Linked DNA regions of Cricetulus griseus: region 2 is linked to region 1. The links are chromatin contacts, called in public Hi-C maps. All regions are on one chromosome and are shown on one strand. The core of a region is the stretch at or near the end of the contact, and the rest is flanking DNA. Distances in the headings are between cores, read along the strand shown. Region 1 has its middle 19 kb from the start of Gucy2d. Region 2 holds the start of LOC100755925 (cytochrome b5 domain-containing protein 1).

The links. A called contact is a pair of places that touch in the nucleus more often than the background predicts.
Region 2: a contact with region 1 is called in a Hi-C map of the CHO-K1 cell line, with 5 times the contacts expected there. The contact joins the promoter of LOC100755925 here to the enhancer-like site in region 1. A contact is called at or near these places in 6 of 8 Hi-C or Micro-C datasets (the CHK-Q cell line, the CHL-YN cell line, the CHO-K1 cell line and 2 more).

Annotation. Positions count from the first base shown.
Region 1 is chr7:83,129,675-83,134,542 of CriGri-PICRH-1.0, reverse strand. No RefSeq gene overlaps it. Among named protein-coding and RNA genes, the nearest start is that of Gucy2d, 19 kb to the right of the region's middle. Within about 2 kb of position 2,657, at least 3 of the 6 cell types and tissues checked have open chromatin away from gene starts, as enhancers often do.
Region 2 is chr7:83,246,964-83,251,637 of CriGri-PICRH-1.0, reverse strand. It overlaps LOC100755925 (cytochrome b5 domain-containing protein 1), which reads left to right and starts at 2,400. Exons shown (of 4, transcript XM_027427032.2): 1 at 2,400-2,694; 2 at 2,779-2,855; 3 at 2,997-3,215; 4 at 3,770-4,674. The coding sequence starts at 2,535. The coding sequence ends at 4,000. It overlaps LOC103159087 (N-alpha-acetyltransferase 38, NatC auxiliary subunit), which reads right to left. Exons shown (of 5, transcript XM_035447828.1): 3 at 1,872-2,134; 4 at 1,480-1,663; 5 at 1,168-1,328. The coding sequence starts at 1,952. The coding sequence ends at 1,216. It overlaps Kdm6b (lysine-specific demethylase 6B), which reads left to right. Exons shown (of 2, transcript XM_027427033.2): 2 at 32-832. The coding sequence ends at 301.

The DNA of each region.
Region 1 (4,868 bases), core at 1,408-3,907:
ACATAATGGCTTAAGCAAAATGATATCATTGATGTTTATGATTCTGTGTGGGCCGATATAAAAGTGTCTCTCACAGGGAATTTACGGATGAATCTAAAGCCTCAGCTATGCTGAATGGTGGGTCTGTTCTGGGGACTGAGCCCTTAGCCTATGGAATCTGATGCTATCTACAGGCAAAATGACTGAATTAGAAGACACTCAACTGATTCTTTGGAGAATTGATTTATCAGATAAAAAGAAACCAGTGTCTCGAACACCTCCTGGTGTTCAAGGGGTCTGAAGTGTTGCTCTTTCCATTTGAGACAATTGCTTCCATTCCAGTTGTGGAGCTGTTGTGCCAGCAACTCTAAGCTGGGGCTGTAAGTCCCATTGCTCTTAGTGTTACAGCTCTGGGCTCTAATGAACTCTTGAGTGTCAATGGCCCAGCACCCAGCATGCAGCAGCCAGTGCTGTAGCTCTAGCTTCGTTAGGATACTTGGCTCTCCGCCCCTGGAGTTACAGCTCTGGGCAGCTTCTTGGCAACTGTGAGGCCCCATGAAGGTTTCCAGGACAAGGGCTTACTGCTAGCCTTCAGCAATCTCTCAACTTCAGTCTCGGCCCTTTACAGCCTTTTATCTTCTGAAGTCTCTACTCACTGACATTGCTCTTGTTTGCTGCACCCCCAGACTTCCTTCATAGCTTCAGCACCCCAAAGTCTCTGCTCCCAGCTGTTCATTGAACTCTTGTCCCCCTATATGGGTGGCTTTGAGTCTGGGACCAACAGTCCCTGGAATCACCTGCTCTTCAAGCAACTAGTTTGGCTTACTTGACCTGTGATAAAAGACAAAAGATGTCTAGATAAAACTCCCCTGTCATTAAACTAGGCAGTTTGTAGGAGGGAGGACTCCCAGGATGCTAGAGGAGCATCCTTCACCCAGCCAGCCCTTTGCACTAGCTGTCTTGAGGACTTCTTTCTCACACAGTGAAGGGTGTCATGAAGGCCAGAGTACCTGTAGGCAGGGATATCTGGATGCAGTGGACCTTCTTCTCTGAGGGTCATCTGAAGTTGTCATGGCCCGAACACCTCCAATATCAGGGTGGTGGTGAAGACAGCTGTGTTAGTTTCCCTCAACAGGAGGGAAGTTTCTTTGGGCTGTCAGCAACTGACTGAAGTCTCCTCCCAGTGTCACTGGCCAGATTAGAATCTCCCTCAGGTAGCTACAAGGGTTTAGAAACTGTCAGTGATTGCCCTGATAAGGGCTAGATAAAGGACTGAGAGGACTTGAGGTGACTTGATTGACAGCTCAGACAGCCCCTGTGGAAATGGCTGCGGGTCCTTCAGCAGCAGTGACAATATTGCTCACAGTGTCAGGGGACTCAGGAACTGTGGAGATGACAGCTGTGGACCCTGATCCAGCCTTCATCTCTACAGGTCTGGAGATAGGTGCTTGGTTTGTCCTTGGTAACATTGCTTCAGCTGGGCATCTGGGAAGGTCTGACAGCTGTCAACCGAGTCTCTCAACTTACCCACCAGAGAGATCCCATCTTTTGATAGGAAAAATTTATGTATAAGGGGTGCTTGTGACAAAGATTTCACACACAATTAAGGACTTTTTTCCCCAGCAATTTTTTTTCTGGTCATTTTTAACTTTTAGCCAAATAACCTTAGGAAGGAGACAGGGACTCTTGATCTTTGTTGCAACTCACCACTGATGCTAAAAACTCTCAAACTCCTTTCTTCTAGCTTTTTGGAATATGTAGTGCATTGTTTTTTTCTAAGCCACCCTACCATTTAATAGCATGCCAGAGTGTCTCACTGCTGTAACTGGAACTTAGCACCTGAGGCCCAGGCAGCCCCCGCACCGTACTTTATTACTGAGTCATATCAGGAACACAGGAGGAGGGGGGAGAAGGAGAGGAAGGAGGAGGAGGAGGAGGAGAAGAAGAAGAAGAAGAAGAAGAAGAAGAAGAAGAAGAAGAAGAAGAAGAAGAAGAAGAAGAAGAAGAGCTTAAGGTGCTAACACCCTAGAAGCCAGGAAACTTTGTGCTCATTTCTAAACTTGATTTTGAACAAGTTTGGCCTTTTGTTCTGCTCTGGTTCGTTCCTTTTCTTAGAATTGCACTTGAACGAGAACACAAAGCAAATTTAAAATCGGGTGTTTCCTCTGTCCTCTGCTCACTAAGGCCTGCCTCCCCCCAAAAGTCTGCAGGATCATTTAAAGTAAAAGGTTCTTGACAACTGAAACAAACACTGTGAAAGTCTGGGGCATCCGCCCAGAGAGCCCCAGGCAAACAAGGACAGTATGAATGGCACCCAGAGTCCATCTTTGACTCAATTAGGAAGAATCAATCTTGTCACTGAGTTTCCACGGAAATTCAATCACAGGTCAAGTGTAGGAAGCTGGCTAACTGTGGCTTAAGGAGCAGACATGACAGGCGGTCGATAGCTGCCTGGGGACGAGCTTGATGTCAAAGCCGCGAGAAAAGGCAGCCGTGGTGGCGGGAAGGGGCTCCTGCAGGCCAGAGCCGACCACCGTTACAGATCGGGACCTGCCAAGGACGCTGCCGCCTTCAGTAGCTCAGTTACCAGTTATGACACGTGACTCACGGGGCTCGTGGGAAAGACCATCAGGGCCCAGGAGGGACCTCCAGCACCAGTGTGTGCAGTCTGTACGGACAGAAACCATACTAGACACAGACTGCGCAGGAAGAGAAATCTTAACTCTTCTTAAGGGAAAGGGCGCGGTTGGGAGATGTTTTTCTCTGTTAAACTCGGAGTCGTACCCCCTCTAGTGGTCACACAGATGTTTGCAAAGGAATGTTTGTAAGTTAAGAAAAAACAAAACAAAACAAAACAAAAAAACAAAAAACCACCCAGAAACTACAAATAAAATGACTAAATCCATTACATTAAAAACAAATTTTTGGCAGGGTGTGGTGGTGCATAGTTTTAATCACAGCATTCAGGAGGCAGAGGCAGGTGGATATCTGTGAGTTCGAAGCCAGCCTGGGCTACACAGAGAGACCCTGTCCATGGTAATCGTAGAAATAGGGACCAGTGAGGTGGATCCGTGAGTAAGGACATCCTGATGAGCTAAGTTGGATCCCTAGGATCCTCACTATGGAAGAAGAGTGGCAACACTTGGAAGTTCCCCTCTGACCTACACACACACACACACACACACCACACACACACACACACACACACGGGGGGGGGAGTTAAGGGGGGATAAGTAAATAAATAAATATTAAAACGCTCATACAACATATGAGAAGTGAAATACAAACCCAAAGAGAAATGCAAAAGTAGAGCAAACCAGTTTTTCCCTACTTTAAAGACTGGTGAGGCTCCCCAAACCCAAAGTTGGACAACACACTCTGATGGTGAGTTTGAGAGAAGCCAATACGCTTGCATTTCCCCCCTTGACAGCACAAGGACGTACTGTAAGGCTGGGCAGTCTATGCAGAAGTGACAGAAAACAGTCACTGAGACAGGCTCAGCAACAGTGTAGAAGTAACTCAAAGGTCCGATGCAGGGAGACTGCTTAAGAGCAAGTCACATGATGGGCTAAATATAACTCAGCAGGGGAAGGAGGAGAAGTTCCTGGTACTGATCTGAGTTCCTGATCTGCCATCACGAACTGAAGCTGGTCCAGAAGTGCATGCTGCCTCTTTGAAAGAAATGAGGGAGTGGAACACACATTTAGGGGAAAGGTCACCTTTACCGGAAGAGGGGAGAGAAATGTCACCTTTACCGGAAGTGGCGAGAGAAGGCGGCAAGGGAGGAATTGTTTTTCCACAACGTCTTTTTATACCACTGTGATTCTTAAAGATATACATCTATTCTTTATTTTTAAATTTTCCCAAGACAGAAATAGTCAGAAGAGCAGAGTGGAATTGAGCTTGTCCTTTGGGAAGTGGGAAAACATTAAGGAAATACCAAGGCAGAGGGCATTTCCGGAGCCCCTTCTCCATAGCTGGGAGGCAGAACTTGGCACTATCAGGGAAGTGACCCTGTTTGCGAGTTTTGTGAGTGCTAGGGTGGGACCTGGGCATTCTCACATCCTAGGCAGCTCTCTGATACACACCAGCCCAGAGTTCTGTATTTAAAATTTTAATTATGTATGTGTTCCTTGTATGTATATCTGTGCACCATGCATGTGCTTGGTGACCAGGGCGACCAGAAGATCCCCTGGGACTGCAGTTACAGATGGTTGTGAGCTTCCATGTGGGTGTTAGTAACAGAACCCTGGTCCTCTGGAAGACCAGCCAGTGCTCTTAACCACTGAGCCATCTCTCCAGCCCAGTTCTATGGTTATTAGAATTATTTATTTCTCACACAGTTCCAATAAGACATGATGGGAGAATTCATGAATCCACTTACCTGAGGACCCATGGTACATAGTGTGAAAACAACCACTGAAGCCAGGGTTTCATTACATGAGGAAAACTTGACCTCTTTTCTGGATGGGGTAACAGCCAATCAGAGCCACAGCCTCTCTGGACAGCAGATCACCCAACAGCTACAAGGGAACTGGCTCTGAACTGGATTTAACTCCATCATCTTGGCCATTCAGTCCCAGTATGGACAAAGGGTGGCCTTTATTAGATGGTGACAGAATACAGGATCAGTTCTAGTCAGTCCTAGTCAGACGGACAAGTTTTATGGCGCCAGAGGGGATGCCAGATGCCTTAAATCTACTCAGGTGTAAGGCAGAAGGCAAGAGAAACAGACTGGCTGCACCATGGAGAATTCCACATTTCACATCATTTAAACCACTTTTTGAGGATATGTAGTTTCAAAAGCTGACCCTGGCCAGGCATGGTGGTACAGTACTTTAATCCCAGCACCAGGGAAACAGAGGCAGGTGGTCTCTGTGAGTTCCAGG
Region 2 (4,674 bases), core at 1,151-3,650, 120 kb before region 1:
GGCTAGAGTCTGATGTCTCATATCTGCACAGTTCCTGCGTTCCCAGGCACCCCCTTGCACCGCCCATCTGCGGGACCCAGGCTTCACGGCCCTGTTGGTCACTGGATTCCTGCTGCTGGTGCCGCTACTTGTGCTTGCCTTGGCCACCTACCGCCGCCTCTGCCTGCGCCTCCGCCTGGCCGACTGCCTAGTACCCTACAGCCGAGCCCTCTACAGGCGCCGGCGCATCCCACAGCCGAAGCAAATCCCGGCCTCACCAGGGTCCCGGGCAGTTCCCACACCGGGAAAGGTCTGGGTTTGAGGTGCGTTGAATCAAGAATTCTGTCGATTGTTCTCCTGGTCGCGAAAGGACTTGAAGCCAGCCCAGGGATATTCTGCCCTGTGCTGCTCCTTACCACTGCCTGAGTCAGGTCTTGGCATCCCTTTGATGGAACAGCATCACCTGTGGACCCAGTGCTGGCGAAAATGCCCCAGAAAATCTCATTTGAATCCTGAAGGTTTGGGCTGGACCCTGCACATCTTCTTTCCCTCCCCAGCGTAAATAGGAGAGCTGGACTAAGTGCCTTCCTTTGCTGGTGCAGTTCCTCTAATTAATTTACGGGACTGAGGGACAGGGCTAGAGAAGACATCACAAATAATAAAAAATGTGTGGAATGAATGTGCTCTGTGAATACAGGGGCGATACGTATATATAATCGTTCTTGCCCAGGGCTCAGGAGCAGGGAACAAATCCCGGAGACTACAAATGGGCAGACCAGAGCATCCTGCCTCTCCCTTATCGCGTTAGCCCGTTCTTCCTGGTTAGACCCCAGAGTTCTGACCCTGACCCCGAAGTCACTTCTCCATTAATAGCACAGAGGGGGCCTTGCTTCAGCTGCCTACCCAGCTCCCCTTGGGGACCCGAGCCCGTTCTCTGACCCCAGCTTAAAGGAACTGAGTGTTGCCAGGCCGGGGTGGGAAACAATGGGTCTTCCGGAGCAGGATGACACCCCTCCCGCTACAATGCGGAGCAGCGGCGTGGGAGGGAAGATGCAGGGGCCCACCCTATGGCCTGCTGAGGGGGCGGGTTGAGGAAGCATCTGAACTCAGATAAACCTTCTTTCTCTCAGGGTAAGGGGGTGGTGTGCTATCCCTGCCCTGACATCGGACCCACACACAGACACGGGCCGCTTTGGTCATAGGGTTTAATGGTCTCAAAGGGAAGTGCGATTGTGGTCAGAGATACGGGGCTGCCGCCAGGCTCTCCCTTTGGACTTCAATAGAAACGATGTGATGTCCTGGTACCATGGCCAGACCCAGCACACGGGGTTCTCCCGCAGAAAATGAATCTGGAAAAAAGGGTCAGAGCATCAGAACGGCAGGTAATCATCAGTCTCGCCCCGGAAAATAAGGGGTGCACGGTAAGGCCCGCAAGAGGAAGTGCCCTGCGGTGAGTGTACGCCGCATTCCCGAGGAGGCGCGTTTTCCCGGGACACTGACCAGACGGCTTGAGGAATTCCTGCGCAGAGCCCAGGATGACATTACAGTCGCGATCGGTGCACAGGAAGCAGCCGACTAGTGTCCTTCCATCTGTCATACGGATGCGCATGGTCTTGTTGAGCAACGCCTCTAGCTGCTGCCGGGCACGCGCAGCCGGCGAGTCCTCCTGTTCCCCGTCAGAGTCCTGCTAGGGCCGGACACGATTTGAGGCGTGCACAGTCTCGGCTGCACGCCCGTCGAACCACAACTCCCAGCAGCCCCCGGGCTGCGGGCGGTGCCGCGAGGGCCGCTGGGAATTGTAGTTTTCTTTTCCATCCTCTCCACCCCGCCCCGCCCCTCCCCGCCCAAGGTCGCTCCCCGACTGCTCCTCCAGAACCCAAGCCCACGCTGACCCCGGCGCTGGAGCTGCTCTGACGCCGACTGCAACAGCCGTTCTCCTCTCGTAGCAGCATGGTCGGCCCAGCTCCGGCCATTGGCCCTGGGACCTCCTCGGGCCTTAAACTTCCTAAGAGCGTTTTGGGTCGGGTGTTCAGATCTCGCGAGTGCTCCCAGGCTCTTCCCTTTCGTGAGATCACAACTCCTCCGCGTCTCCGGGTCCGCCACTTCAGAGATCTCGCGAGACTTTATTTTTTCAGCCCAGGTTCATGGATGCCTACTAGGGTAATTACAAGAATATCGCGAGAACTTTACCTGAACTTTCTTACACGGCCTTTAGAAATGCCTGAAATTTGAAAACCTTCCATCCTGGTTTCCTGTTACTCCTAAATGACTCGTGTAGCCTAGACTCCACTCCCAACCGGATCGTCTTCACTTTCTGTAGGAAGGAGTTCAACAACACTATGCTCGGTGCCGGAACCAAGAATGTGTTTCCGGTGGACACAAGCAACCCGAACCCCGCCCTGCTGACGCAGGTTAACCTCGGCGGACGGTGGCCGGAAAAGGACAATGGTTTCCATGTTAGCCGCAAACGCACTCTGGGAAGCTCCTGAACCTGGTAGTTTTCAGACTGCCGTGGAGCAAGCAAGTAGCCAAAGCAGCCTTGTAGAACAGGAGCCATGATGCGCCGGGGCCTAGTGGCGGGGCCAGACTTTGACTATTTTCAGCGTCGGTATTACACGCCGTCCGAAGTAGCGGAGCACAACCAGCCCGAGGACCTCTGGGTGTCTTACCTGGGCTTTGTGTACGATCTGACGCCGCTGGTGCAGGAGTTCAAAGGTAGGGGGCGCGCGTGGGCGAGGGGCGGGGGAGCTGGTTTTGGCTCTTGGGCGCCCGGGTTAAACGGCCGCTCCCCCTCTGCAGGAGACCTCCTGCTGAAACCCATTCTGGAAGTTGCAGGCCAGGACATTAGTCACTGGTTCGATCCGAAGACCAAAGACGTAAGTTCTGTTGGAATGTGGGGCTGGGGGAGCGGCGCGGGAGAGCAGCGATAGGGTAGGGACGGCGGGGAGGAATAAATAACCAGAACCCGGCGTAGTGATTGCCCCCCGCCTCCCCGCTCTAAACACTCGCTTTTAAAGATTCGCAAGCACATAGATCCGTTGACGGGTTGCTTGAGATACCGCACCCCGCGGGGCCGCTTCGTGCACGTCCCACCTCCGCTGCCTCGCTCAGACTGGGCCAATGACTTCGGGAAGCCCTGGTGGAAGGGGCCGAATTACCAGGTGGGGCGGCTGTCTGCCAGGACCCGGAACATCCGTATTATTAACACTCTTACGTCGCAGGAGCACACACTGAAGGTGAGATCTGGTGTCTGGGGACAGGCTAGTGGGAACCCGAAATCACTCTGGAAGCTGTGTTTCTTCCTTTCACATTGTCATGACAGAGGAAAGCAAATGACCCAGGTTCCCAGGGTTGGAAATTCTAGAAGTATGTTTGGATCACAGCTACCAGTCTCCTTCATAGGTCCAGGCCAGCACATCTTGGAAGGGCATCTATGCTGTTACAGACAGCAGCGGGACTCTTAGTTTAGTGAACTGCAGGTGACTGGCTTTGACTCTGTTGAGCCATTTGTTTGTTAGAAGTGGTAGGACTCTGGTGTCTTTATTGTGTGCTGGAGCCTCAACTTTACTTCTCTGGGACTATGGGGTGCCTGAAGGGTACTATCTGCTAATGGGGCACTCTGATTCAAGCTCTGCGGTTTAGGGGAACTGATTCACTTCTGGTATTCCCCCCAGTTTCCTTAGAGAAAATCCTAAAGAAGCTAGGCACAGGGCCCTTCTCCTGGCCTTTGGGGAGTGTGTGTGTATGTTCCATACAGAATTCTAGAGGTGAATGCTTGTGTGTTCTTTAGGTGGGGGCTCTGGAATCAATGTGGGAAATCCTACACCGATACCTCCCCTATAATGCACATGCTGCCAGCTATACGTGGAAATATGATGGGAAGAATCTGAACATGGATCAAAACCTGGAAGAAAATGGGATCCGAGACGAAGCAGAAGAGTTTGACTATCTTAATTTGGATAGCACACTTCATATCCCTGCAGTACTGCTCTACTTCAATGATGACCTCACAGAGCTTTAGCAAAGGAGATGTGCATGTAGACATATTTGGGTTTGCCTCTTTCTGTGCCTTGAGGTAAAGAGGCATGGGTCTGTAGGGCCTGGCCTAGACCTCTATTGCCCTCTGGAAACTGGCCTATGGTTCTTGTACCCTTCTGAAATGTAAGGACCCTTATCCCTAGCGCCTCTATGATTTGCTCAGAGAATATTAGTGGGGATACTAGGAGAGAATTAATCCCTATAAATGATAGGAAGAGACCTAGGGTATTTCAGTTGGATTGTGTAGAGGAGGTAGATTTCAGGCAGAACTCTTTAATAGTAAGAGAAAGACACATGGGAATGAAGGGATGGAAGAGCTTTTTGAGATGTTTGCAGGAAGATGGGGTTTACAAAGACAGGATCCAGAAATTCCTATCACCAACTATGGTTGGTTGGTCAATTCCCTTTCTAAAGGTGGTTGGCAGGAAAAGTGAATGGCTATCAGTCAATTCAGGATAGAAATTATGCTGAGAGTTTTATGCATCCTATAGGTGAATGAATGCTGGTAATGCTGTTTCACAGACAGTTCCTTAGGAGTCTAGAGAGGTTCAGTAGCACAAAAGCACATTAGAAACCTAAGAGCCACAATGCAAATCCACAAGCCTGCCCAACTTTGAAAGTCAGGCTCTTTTCAGTGTAAAGGGACATCCTCAGTAG